2 separate regions of the Hordeum vulgare genome follow, and region 2 is linked to region 1. Evidence: chromatin contacts called from public HiChIP or PLAC-seq data. All regions are on one chromosome and are shown on one strand. The core of a region is the stretch at or near the end of the contact, and the rest is flanking DNA. Distances in the headings are between cores, read along the strand shown.

Region 1 (6,723 bases), core at 428-2,927:
CAGTGCTCTTCACAATCTAATCTGCGTAACACTTAAAGAAATGTAACTCTGCCACATATGATACTTCTTTGAAACCTGCATACACACACAAGGTTCCGTTGTTCTTGCATACTAACACAGCACGAAATAGTGCCCACCACTTTACTAACATGAATTTATATATCCATTAAAAGATTAGATAATCTGTAAACTTTAATAATAAGCCTAGGTTTCCTTCCCAAACAAGTACCAAGAGTAGAGATTTTGTCCAATCAATAGTTTATTCTGTACTCCCTCTGTCAACTAATATAAGAGGGAGTAATATATATGTCCAAAATCATTGCCCAATTAGTGCACAATACCTCAGGTCTTACAACAAGTTAGCACAACCCCACCAATTATCTTATACAGCAAAGATTGGTGACCAATTCAATACAAAAGCCACGTATCTTGGCACTTGGTATGGATCCACCATTACTCACATATATCATACTCTACCGACTAGAAGATAGATAACTGAAATTGTTGACGCCCAAGCCAAGTCTTCCAAAGCTGCAAGCTGGTGCTGCCCTCACTGTAGCTTGGCCTATGAACATAATCTCTTGCTGTCTTATCAGTGCATACTATGTTATCTCAGCATGCCCATTTTACCAAAGCTCATAAGTTCATTACAAATGGCCGTTGCTAGGTAAAAATCCACCATCCCAGACTTTTCAGAATGCATAGTAAGGCATTTTTGTGCTGCCTTTTGCCATTTTTAACACACGATTCTACTGTTGTGCACTGAGGAACAAAATGATCTAGAAGCTCGTCTAAGAGCTACCACTACAGATAGGGCTCTAGCAAGCTCAGTAAGAAATTCCTTCCTCTAACTAAGGAGCTTCTACGAAGGGAACATAATCCTTATCAAGGTAGCACTCGGAATAAGCGGTAGTAATATCAAAATATGTGAACTACGTGCACAGAACACAGATCAAACACCTTATGTGCAGAAATGTTGACCCGTGCAACTTCCGGTCATCGAATCAAGCAACGTTCGAGGATGACAACTAGAGCACATACACGGAAACCAAGGAAAGAAATGTTGATTCGTGATCAAACAACCTAGATCGCAAACAGCAAATGACGCATTGCTGCAACGAAAGCAGATGAACAGAAATGCAAGAAGGGGACCTGGAACGTGAGTGAGAAGCGGTTCTTGAAGCCGCGTCGGGGGAGACGGCGGCGCAGCGGGGTCTGGCCACCCTCGAAGCCGAACCGAGCGGTGCCGCGCGCCTTCTGGCCCTTGTGCCCGCGCCCCGCCGTCTTGCCCTTCCCGGAGCCGATCCCGCGGCCCTTGCGCGTCTTCTGCTGCGTCGCGCCGGGGTTGTCGCGGAGGTCGTTGAGCCTCAGCAGGCTTCCCGCCGTCCTCAGTGGCCGCGACGCCTTTGGTGGCCGCGCCGCCGCTGACTGGGTGGCGTAGAAGTACGACGGCTGGCCAGGGGCGGGGAGGAGACGGGCGGGTGGGGCCGGGTGCGGTTGCGGGAGGCGGCGGGGGAGCACGGCGGCGGCGGGGATGGTGCGGAGGAGCTGGGAGGCGCGGCGCAACATGGCGGCTGTGGTACGCTGGCGGCTTCCTCCACCGGTCTGGGTGCGCCGGGGGTTTAGGGTTCTTTCCGTCTTTCCTTGGGACGGTGCTGAGTGCTGACTGCTGGCTAGCATCGTAGCCGTTGGATCCAGAATCAAAGGGTTAGAATGGACGGTTCCGCTTCCGCGGCATAACACGTGAGCCGCTGGCCGAAAAGTGGACGCTCAGGATCGCGTGCAGTGCAGTACAGTCTCGTCTCGCGCAGCGCCGAGCCGAGCCGAGGCCACCGCCGCAACACGCATCCCAAAAATCCCGAGCCTCCTCGCCGCCGGCGGCCATGGTGTCGCAGCACGGCATCCTCCTCGCCACGGGCCTCATATCCGACCACTTCGGCCCCCTCGTAGCAGTAAGTTCCCCGTCCACCTCCTACCCTCCCGTCGTTCCCTGGTACTGACATTGTGTCAGCGTGCTCGTGCGTGTGAAGCCCTAACCCCCGCCGCCCGATCCCTTCCCGCAGAAGGTGTGCGACTGCCTCCTCCGCCAGGGGGCGCTGCAGCTGCAGGAGATTGTGCGCCGTCTCAACCTCCCGCCCGGGCAGGTGAAGAACTCTCTCCTCGTCCTCATCCAGCACAACTGCGTTCAGGCCTTCTCGTCGCCCAGCCCCAGAGGCAAGCCCATACGCAAATCCCTTGACTATATGATTTGATGATTCGATTCGATGCCCTGCTAGTCGGTGACTCCATTAATTTTTCTGTGATTGTAGGCGATAGGACCATGACGCTCTACTTGACCATCTTCAACAATGTCCTGCACCGGCTGCGCTTCTCAAAGTTTATCTCTGTTATCCGTGCGGACATTCCAGAGGTCCGTACTTGGATGCGCACTTGATTTTGTTCACGCTTGCTTGTTAAAATCTGGGATTGATCAGAACAGCATCCATAATTCTCTGAATGCTGAAATCAGTGTGGAGCAGATGGTACTGTAGATTTTGTGCACCTACGAATTGTGCCTTGTGATCCTCGTTTCCAGATCCATATCAACATTGATCAATGGTCTAGAGGCGATGACATGGGGTAACTAAGATATCTGGGAGTATTACACTAAGGATTATTAACATGCCCTAAAACAATCACAATGCATCTTGATCTTGATTACTGATCTAGACTTGATGAGTGGGGCACTTGCAAATTTAGGTCGGGGTCCTGAGGCTGTGTTTTACTCTTTCATGATATTTAGGTACTGCAATCACTGTTGGCAAATAGAAGCTAGCTAATCCATTCTATCTGGAGTTTGCTGTTCAGTGTAATCAAATTATTGTAGTGCTGTACGTCTGAGCATGTTCTTCTTACTCCCTTCAAGATCATAAGGCATCATCTTTTTGTCGACAAACATTTTCTTCTATATGTGGTGCAGGACGAACTGTTTCATATTCTTACTATTCCAGCTTGATCATTCCAATTGTTTTAAACTAATGCTGTATTCACATCCTCGATTCATCCTCTGGGTTGATCTCTAAGTATGTTAGGCTGTGGTGCATGGCACGATGTATGACCCTATTTCCAATGTTCCTCACACTTATTAGGGGTGTCAAGGGTCCGTATTATCCATATTATTGGACTACTGTATTTGATAAAATACAAATATGGCTAAGATTTTCCTGAATTATTAACGTTCTGTATTTTCTCACATATTCATATTTGTACCCTGCCCTGAGGATTGAGAACTTGTGCACTCTGAAATCCCCCCAATCCATAATACTAGAGCATGTCAGAATCTGAACAAGCATTCACTTTTGCAGAAAGATGATCATATCTGCATTGCATAAAATAAGTTGCCTTATACTCCCTCCGTTCCTAAATATATGATGTTTTGGTAGTTCAAATTAAACTACGAAAACGTCATATATTCAGGAACGGAGGGAGTATCACACGGGATGTGTAACTATTTTTTTGTACAGTGTACATATGATGATACAAACATAATTGTTTGCACAACCTTTTTCTTCTATATATACTGTAACATGTTTTAATACAACAGTTTTTGGTATTTTTTAATGCACGTGTACTAAGGGGTGCATATGGATATGTGTTTATATTTAACTCTCCTGGATACAGTTTTGGTATAGACTTGTGCCATTTTAATTGCAATTTATTATTTAAACTATTTGTATTTTTACTTAATATATCAATATACATATTTAATTGGACTAAAGTGTTATAAAAGTCATTAGGTTCTTGGTTTGATGCTTGTGATGTTGTGGCCGTTCCCTATTCTCCATCCATGGTAACAGAGGTGGATTGACAGGGCAAGGGGTGAATGCTGTTGGCTGTGGGGAGGAGAATACCAGAGAGAGGAAGTTGGATGGCACAATGGTTTGGATTGGATAAGCATGAAAAGACTATCTGATACTACTGAATGACATCGAGATATTTTTCGATACTAATATCTGTTGAATTCAGTGCTCTTTAGAGTATATGCACACAGTCTGAATGAGATATAGCCAAAGATAACCATGCAGTTGGCAAGTGAAGGAATCATCGGAAATATGCGGATACGTAATGACATGCACAACATCCTAACCGCTTAGGAGATGTGCAGGAGGATGAGTCTTATTGCGTAACAGTGATAACTGATAAAGGCGTATTAGGTGGTTGTAAAATATGGCTCCAGTTAACATGGCAATGCGAAATACTAATTTGATTTGTTAACGGTTAGTTTGTCAGTTGTTGCAAAAATAAAACATGTCATATATCTTAGTGGATGTGCAGGAGGATGAGTCTTATATTTCTTAACAATGATAACTGGTAAAAACATATTAGGTGGTTGTAAATTATGGCTCCAGTTACCATGGCAGTGTGAAATGCTAATTTGATTTGTCAACGATTAGTTTGTCAGCAGTTACAAAAATCAAACATGTCACTTATCTTAGTTCTTGATTTGATTCCTTTTTAGGTGTTTAATAAATATGCTGGTAATTATTGTTTGTGATAGGCTGGTAGTTGATAAGAGAAACAGACAGATAACATATCTTGCCTGAACTTACATTCTAATTGTTCTGGTGCTATTTTTGCTACAAAATGTGTGGTCGTTTCCAGGGCCATTCTCAGAAGAAAATAAAGTTAATTTTGACATTATGCCTACAATCATTTAGTAGTTGTAACTTTTTCAATGTTTATGACATTATGCATAGAACTTATGTATCTTGCAGTCGGAAGCTCTTATTGAGGGATTGCTTCAGAATGGTAGGCTAACATTTGACCAACTTGTGGGACGCACAATCTCTAAAGTGCCAGAAGGTATGTCCTTTTAATTTGTTGAAGTTGTTATTGAATCACCCACTGTTTTTTATGATGATATTCTCTTTCCTTTTTCCTATAATCTTTGATATTTGCCGGTGATAGTGACTATTACTTTTCCCTGATAATGGGTCATCCATGTTCCAGGCACCATCCGACCAGCAAGGGAAGAAATACGAATGAACTTCAACAGGCTTGTGTCTGCACGTTATGTGGAACGTTGCCCAAAAGCTGAACCCCATTTCAATCCACAGGAAGATGAACAATCTACAACTGCAAGGAAAAGAGCTCCTAAAGTATGTAAAGCGATTCCCTGTTATGGGCATTCCTGGTCATTTTAATAGGCCTCTACTTACTTTTACAGTTTTCTACTGTAAACTAATACAAATGCATGCAGGATTGGTAGAAGCTGACTAGTCTGGTTAGTTTAGTAACTTGGTATTGTAATTAGACATCTTAGCAAAGCGCTAATTAGCTAGCTCAGTGGTTTGGGTCCTTTTTATGCGAGGCCTGTGGACATTTTGTGAAAACTGATAATTACTAGTAACAAGATCTCGATGCTCCAAATAATGTATTACTGTTCTTTCTTCTGTTGATATGTTCTGTGTATGATAGTCAGTTACGTGACCTGAGAAAATTATCTTTGTTACAGACTGCCGAGGAGGTTCTTTCACTTGAGCAAAAAGTTGTCAATACTGCAACCCTTTCTGACCCAGAAAGGTTTTCTGAGATCCCATACAGCATGGAGGATGCATCAAAAACAAATGACCGTCCTCATAATGTTGTTGCGGGTGCTAAGGTGGTGTACTCTTTTTACTTACCTTCACCACAATGTTATGCAGTGACTTCATGTTACGAGAAAGATTTGTATTTGTTGTTTCGGCCATCTTGTTGTTAAACAAGAAAAGGCAAAGGGACGTATGTAGATTGTTTGTTAATGGCGAAGGCATTTTCCGGAAGTATTGGTAGGAACTGGCAAATGCAGCAACAATATGCAATGCATTGCTTTTATCATCATGTAATTCTCTGTGTCGTTATTTCATCAGCGGAAACATGGAGCCTTTGAGGTAGATGAAGAGCTCAACTCAACAATTGCAGAGAATGAAGTACTTTGGCGGGTAAATTTTGAGAAATTTATATTCTGTCTAAAGAAGAAGGTATGCTGCTGTTAGCATAGCATTACTATGGATAGCATATTTATGCAGGCATCTTCATCTTTTTATCTGCAGCGGTGTTTCTGTATTTGTTTTCCTTGCTTGCATTGGGTCTTCTAGAAGTAGGATACCTACCAAGCCATTCTATTCCACAAAACGACAGTGAAATTTATTGCTTGGGAAGACGAGTGGGGTTGGGGTGAGTGAAAGGACGTGGATGTCGCCTAGAGGGGGGTGGGGGTGAATAGGCGCTTTAAAATAATTACGGTTTAGGCTTGAACAAATGCGGAATAAAACTAACGTTTAATTTGTCAAGCGCAAAACCTAAAACAACTAGGCTCACCTATGTGCACCAACAACTTATGCTAAGCAAGATAAACAACTAAGTGATAACAAGATATATGACAAGAAACAATATGGCTATCACAAAGTAAAATGCATAAGTAAAGGGTTCGGGTAAGAGATAACCGAGGCACGCGGAGACGACAATGTATCCCGAAGTTCACACCCTTGCGGATGCTAATCTCCGTTGGAGCGGTGTGGAGGCACAATGCTCCCCAAGATGTCACTAAGGCCACCGTAATCTCCTCATGCCCTCGCACAATGCAAGATGTCGTGATTCCACTAAAGGACCCTTGAGGGCGGTCACCGAACCCGTACAAACAAGGTTGGGGCAATCTCCACAACTTAATTGGAGGCTCCCAACAACACCACGAAGCTTCACCAC
Region 2 (6,455 bases), core at 3,511-6,010, 250 kb after region 1:
ACACTACTAGCAACCTGACAAGTACCAATCGGAGTTGCGAGACGAAGATTGGTTACAAGAGATGAACTAGGGATTGGAGAGGAGATGGTGCTGATGAAGATGTTGATGAAGATGCCTCCCCTCCGACGAGAGGAGTGTTGGTGATGACGATGGCGACGATTTCCCCCTCCGGGAGGGAAGTTTCTCCAGCAGGATCGTCCTGTCGGAGCTCTAGATTGGATCTGCTCAAGTTCCGCCTCGTGGCGGCGGCGAAACCACGAAAAAGCTCCCTTCTCATTTTTTTTCTGGACCAAGACCCTTCATATAGCAAAAGAGGGGGGCTAGTGGCCCGTCAGGGATCCCACAAGCCCCCACTCCGCCACCAGGGGGTGGTGGTGGTGGCAGGGCTAGTGGCGCCCTGGAAGCCCCCCTCCGGTACTTCTTTCGCCCAGTATTTTTTATGTAGTCCCAAAAATATCCACGTAACTTTTCAGGGCATTTGGAGATGTGCAGAATAGTGGACTAGGATTTTCTCCTTTTCCAGTCCAGAATTCCAGCTGCCTGAATTCTCCCTCTTCAAATAAACCTTGCAAAATAAAAGAGAAAAGGCATAAATATGGTACCACAAGTAATGTAACAACCCAAAAAGCAATAAATATCAACATGAAAGCATGATGCAAAATGGACGTATCAACCCCAGGCCCATAGTTTTCGCTAGAGGCTTCTCTCTCGAAGAAAGCATACAGTGGGTAAACAAATTACTGTTGGGCAGTTGATAGAAAAACGGACGGTTATGAAATATTTATTCATGGCAATGATCACACGTATAGGCATCACGTCCATAAGCAAGTAGACCTACTCCTACCTGTATCTACTACTATTACTCCACTCATTGACTGCTATCAAACATGCATCTAGAGTATTGAGTAAAAACAGAGTAATGCTTGGGGCAAGGTGACATGATGTAGATAAAATCAACTCAATTAATATGAATAAACCCTATCATTTTATCCTTAATGGCAGCAATACAATATGTGTCATGTCCCCTTCTGTCACTAGGATTAAGCACCGCAAGATTGAACCCATCACAACGCACCACTCGTATTGAAGATAAATTCATCTAGTTTGCCAAGCCAAACCGGTAGATTTGAGAGAAATACGAATCTATAATAATCATGCATATAAGAATTCACAGATGACTCAAATACTTTTCATGAATAATATGAACTTAAACCCGTAATTCATCGGATCCCAACAAACACACCGCAAAGAGGCTTACATAGGATAGATCATGACGGAAATCACGATGATTTTTTTCATTGAAGAACATAGAGAGAGAGAGACATATAGTTACTAACTACAGACCCGTAGGTCTATGGTAGACTACTTACACATCACCATGGGATCAACAAGGTTGGTGTAGAGGCCTTCCATGATCGATCTCCCCTCCGGCAGGGCACCGGTACAGGGCTCCAAATGGGATCGCGGCAGAATAGAAGCTTGGAGTGATGGAAAAAGTATTTTGGGTGGCTCTTTGGTGTTTTTCCAACATATTAGGATTTATAGATGCGGAGTTAGGGCAAGAGGCGTCGGAAGGTGGTCCCAAGCCATGAGGGCATGACCACCCACTCGCCACACCCTGTTGGCTTGGTGCCACCTCGTGTGCTGTATGATCTCCCTCCGAAGCTTCCATGTCTTATTTTTGTCCAGAAAAAATCATCAAAAAGTTTCCTTGCATTTGGACTTCGTTTGGTACTGATTTCCTGAAAAGTCAAAAACATGCAAAAAACAACAACTCGTACTACGCACTTGGTTAGTAGGTTAGTTCCCAAAAATGATATAAAATAACATATAAATGCACGTAAAGCATCCAAGATCAATAATATAATAGCATGGAATGATACAAAATTATAGATACGTTGGAGATGTATCAGACGACGACCATGAAGAAGTTGATGATGCCTAAGGAACGGTGCGTGTAGTCCATGAAGAGGAGGGAAGGGAGGCACGCGAAGGAACGCAAGCTCAAAGATGGCGAGGCTGCCACCCTTGCCGCCGCAGCACGGCAAGAGGAGACCAACGCCATAGGCATTGCGGCTACGAGGGACGCCCTTATCTACCTAGGATTAAACCCTAGTCAGCACGGGCTGACCGCCGCCATGACCGCTGCCAGCATCTGCTCCTCTGCCTTCTCTCGTGCTCCGCTCCCTAAGTTGATGCGCACGTCCACCGCACCGGCAATGGTTGGCTTCCATCATCACTACCTGCATGTGTCTCCTTTCTACAGGGAATGCTTGCCGGAGGTAAGCATGGTGGTGTCGTGCACACTCGCGCCCATACGCATCGACGTCAATGCCATGCCGGTGGCCGGTGGATCATCTTTCGGGGGCTAGAGGAAACGCCTGCGGGAAACACTAATCAGCATGGTTTCGGGCGACCGCAACCTGTTCGACAAAATGCCGACCACGGATGCCGCCGCTGCCGACCGTTTCATCATTGAGAACATGATCTTCGAAGGTGGTGTGGGTGTCGCTATCTTCGATCCTGATGAAACCCAAAGCCAAGACGGCTGAAACACCTTCATGGCCGACCCCTTTGTATGTGGTGGCACAACCGACCCCTTCATGCAAGGCCAAGATGGCACGGACACCTTCCCCGCCAACCACGAGTTCCTAGAGGACTACCGCCTTGAAGAATAAGCAGATGAAGTGGACATCAACGGGGCACCTTTGTTCGAAGGGGAGCTTTCCAACCAAGCCCAAGAAACCAAGAAGCGCCAAAACAAGTGGACCAAGGCATACATGAAGGATGAGGAGAAGATTCTTTGTGAATGTTGGAGGGAGGTTGGACAAGACCCCAAGATCGGTGACGAGCAAAAGTAATCTACCTTTTGGCTTCGTGTTCATCGTGAATTTCATGAACGCAAGAACTTTCCGTCGTACAAAATGAAGAGCAAGCACGTGTGGGTGTCCATCTCAAAGCATTGGAGGATGATTCAACAAGAGTGCGACAAGTTTTGTGCAAGCCTTGATAGCATGGACGGACGCACCGTAAGCGGCCTCGGCATCAAAGACATGGTAAAACATGCATCCATCTTTGTTTCCATTGTGCTTGCATGTCCATTTTGCGCATGTGCTGGCATGATATACATTTGTAGGCATTTCATGCTTTGGAGGCTTTCAAGGCCCAACATGAGAAGTCCTTCAACCTCGTACATTGTTGGATGGTGATCAACTCGGGCAAGAAGTTCAGGGCGCAATATGCCGCCGCAAAGGCGCGTGGAGGGACTGAAGTCGTTGAGAAGCATGGCGAGGAAGAGATACCTCAGCCGCGGGGGAACACCAACTCGGAAAAAGAGGATAAGCATGATGTTGCCTCGATTGCCTTGCATGCCACTTTGGAAGGCATGATGAGCAAGAAGGACACACGGAAGGAGAAGTGCCGACAAGACAAAGAAGAGCAAATGAATGCTTTCATGAAAATTCAAAGAAAGAGGCTTGAACTCGATGCAAAGAAGCAAGCGAAGAGGCTCGAGATGAAGGCAGAGAATCAAGCAAAGATGCTCGAGATCGAGGCTGCCAATGCGAAGACCAAGGCAAACGAAGTGGCGTTCGCTAGCATGATGACGTGCGTGGAGATCATGAAGGTTGACTTGAGCAGTGTCCCTCACGAAGCGGTCTTGGTTCGAGAAGATGCAGGCCGACATGCTCAAGTTCGACGACGAATGATCTATGGTGGTGAAGAGCACCATATTTTTTGGTATGCCGGCAATTGTGCTACCATGACCACCGTCCAGATGGCGTGGTCGAACTTCCGTCCCTTTTTATGAGCTAGCAAGTGTGTCGGCATGAAGTGCATAATGATATTTTCTGCGTGCTGGCATGTATGCCAATCGTTGACATGACGTTGATATAAACTTTGGACGATGACATGGCCGCTGACATGATTTATGACCACGAGATTTATTATTATTATGTACGGATGACATTTGAATTCGAGCTTTGATCGTACGGTCATCCAAATGAAGAAGGAGATGTACAAGCCGAATCAAACGAACAAAAAATGGACATAGCACGCGTCTGTTTGGGTTGGACCATTGGATTGCTTTAACTCTAATTATTAGCAAACGATGCATTTGTGACGTGCAATGCCGGCAGGCGCGTGGCGAACAATGCTTATCCGAAGGAGACGATGACGTCCACTTGTTATTGCGTGGCCGCACTGCAAATAGGTCCCGATCGAGGTAGCGAAAGAAAGAAAACGAAGGGCGAATGGAAACACGAAAGGCTGCAGTCGAGAGTGGAGATAGATACGGCGAGCTCGCTGCGTTGCCCCTTGCCCGGTGCCTGAAGCGTGAGGTCGCGTAGAAGCCTGCGTCAAGCACAATCCGCCTGGCTACAGGAAAACGATCAGCTCGAACCAGCAAAACTGTCTTAGAACATCCAATTCGCGAGATGTACGCGAACGAAATCGGGACTCGACGTGACCCGGGGCTACTGCAGACGCATTTGTTTTGCGTGCATGGACACCCGTCCCGTGGCATGCATGCATGCATCCATCCAGTCCCCAAATGTGGACAGCGGTGATGGTAGCAGCAGCCCAGATCCCGACCGCCGGACGATGCTCAAGCAAAGCTACTGCTGCTGCGCTCACAAGCGACTGGGTCCGGAACGTAAGCAAGTTGCTGCTCTTCTCTGCTCAATGTAGGTGACCAGCGGACACCAAGGAAATGTTGTCTAGTGTCCCTATGACCGCGGCCGAGGATCCAGATTTTTCAAGTGGAATTAATCTACTCTCAAAAGTTGTAGTAGGAGTACTACTGAGTAAGCATCCGTGTTAACGGAAACAGATCCAACCGAAATCCGGCGCAGCGAGTCCCAGGAGGCTTTGACCCGCGGCGCGCACAAAGCACAATCGCAAGCGCCCAAAGCGCGTCGCGTCGCACCACCTCTGCAGCGGCCAAACGATGCCAAGCGCGGCAGGTGCCGCCCGGACTACGCACAGCACGGCACAGCCACCACCCTGAACAAAAACTAGCACTAAACTAAACTAAACAAACGTAAGCAAAGCTGCCCCCCCCCTCGCAGAGAGAGGGCAAGATAAATACGCACTCCAAAGCGGCACACACAAACCAACACATACCCGAAGCCCGAAACGCGAGCCCAAACAAAAGCACCAGCGCTGCTTGCCGCCGCGGCACAGCTCCGCGGCTTGCTTGCTTGCGTGCGTGCGTGCCTGTTCAGCCGGGAGGCGCATTGGCGCATACGGCCGTGCGCCGGCGGGCCAGACACACACACGCATCGCCGGGCGTCGCGTCGGCGGCCTAGCTAGCTAGCTAGCCGCGAGGCGAGACCAAAGAGCCGGCCGCGCCGTCGGCAGGCAATGGCGGGTCGCGGCCTGACGGCCCTGCTGCTCGTCGCGGTGTCCGCCGCGTTCTTGGCGGGCGCGCGCGCGGGCGGCGCCCGCCCGGGCAACTCGGCGCGGTTCGACCTGCTCCGCCTCGCGCCGGCGTCGCTCGCCGACCTGGCGCGCAGCGACCGGCAGCGGATGGCGTTCATCGCCTCGCACGGGCGGCGCCGCGCGCGGGAGACCGCCGCCGGGTCGTCCGCGGCGGCCTTCGAGATGCCGCTGACCTCCGGCGCGTACACGGGCATTGGGCAGTACTTCGTGCGCTTCCGCGTGGGCACCCCGGCGCAGCCGTTCCTGCTGGTGGCCGACACCGGCAGCGACCTCACCTGGGTCAAGTGCCGCCGCCCCGCCGCCAACTCGTCGGAGTCGGGGTCGGGGTCCGGGCGCGCGTTCCGTCCAGAGGACTCGAGGACATGGGCGCCCATCTCGTGCGCCTCGGACACCTGCACCAAGTCGCTCCCCTTCTCCCTCGCCACCTGCCCCACGCCCGGCAGCCCCTGCGCCTACGACTACCGGTCAGCATCGCTCTCACCCGCCATTCCCATTCGCCATTCGCATTCGCATCTGCATTGCCATCCCCTCTACCGCACCGTACCAACCATCCCTGAGGGGAACACCACTTGTATGGCACTCCTCCTCCTATAGTACTTAGCCGTGCGTGCGTGCGTGCGTGCTAATCACCATCGATTGAATCGATCTGTGGGTGGGGCGTCGTTAATTGGCCCTGGCATTGATGAGGAGACGCGAGCAGCAGCAGCAGCAGGAGGAGGCAGAAGACGCCATTAGTGGTTGGTTGGTGGGCGAGTCGGATCTCGCAGTTGCAATTTGCAGATGGCAATGGCATCCATCGCGGGGCCGCAGCGTTTAATCAATGCGGTGCCATTGATGCCATGCGCAGCTGCAGCAGCTCACTGCTCCGGCCAGCTCCGGCCTGCCTCGCCTTACTGGTACTGCTATACTACTAGTCCCACCACTTGTACTGCCAGACCGCACCACTGCACGGCATTGATTCGCTCGGCCATGTAGGGCGACGGTGCCCCTTCTCGTAGAGTATGTACTCACTCGTA

Evidence for each region. HiChIP or PLAC-seq counts read pairs in DNA pulled down with a chosen protein or histone mark.
Region 2: a contact with region 1 is called in an H3K4me3 HiChIP or PLAC-seq map of embryo, with 2.4 times the contacts expected there. The contact joins the promoter of LOC123444107 here to the promoter of LOC123444105 in region 1. A contact is called at or near these places in 2 of 6 Hi-C or Micro-C datasets (both in leaf) and 1 of 1 datasets of contacts at active chromatin or transcription factors (embryo).

The regions. Positions count from the first base shown.
Region 1 is chr3H:430,715,344-430,722,066 of MorexV3_pseudomolecules_assembly, forward strand. LOC123444105 (50S ribosomal protein L15) reads right to left here and starts at 1,678. Exons shown (of 4, transcript XM_045120718.1): 1 at 1,153-1,678. The coding sequence starts at 1,569. It overlaps LOC123444106, which reads left to right and starts at 1,764. Exons shown (of 14, transcript XM_045120721.1): 1 at 1,764-1,952; 2 at 2,064-2,214; 3 at 2,310-2,410; 4 at 4,755-4,842; 5 at 4,990-5,138; 6 at 5,495-5,641; 7 at 5,889-5,960. The coding sequence starts at 1,884.
Region 2 is chr3H:430,962,212-430,968,666 of MorexV3_pseudomolecules_assembly, forward strand. LOC123444107 (aspartic proteinase NANA, chloroplast-like) reads left to right here and starts at 4,761. Exons shown (of 2, transcript XM_045120722.1): 1 at 4,761-5,903. The coding sequence starts at 5,362.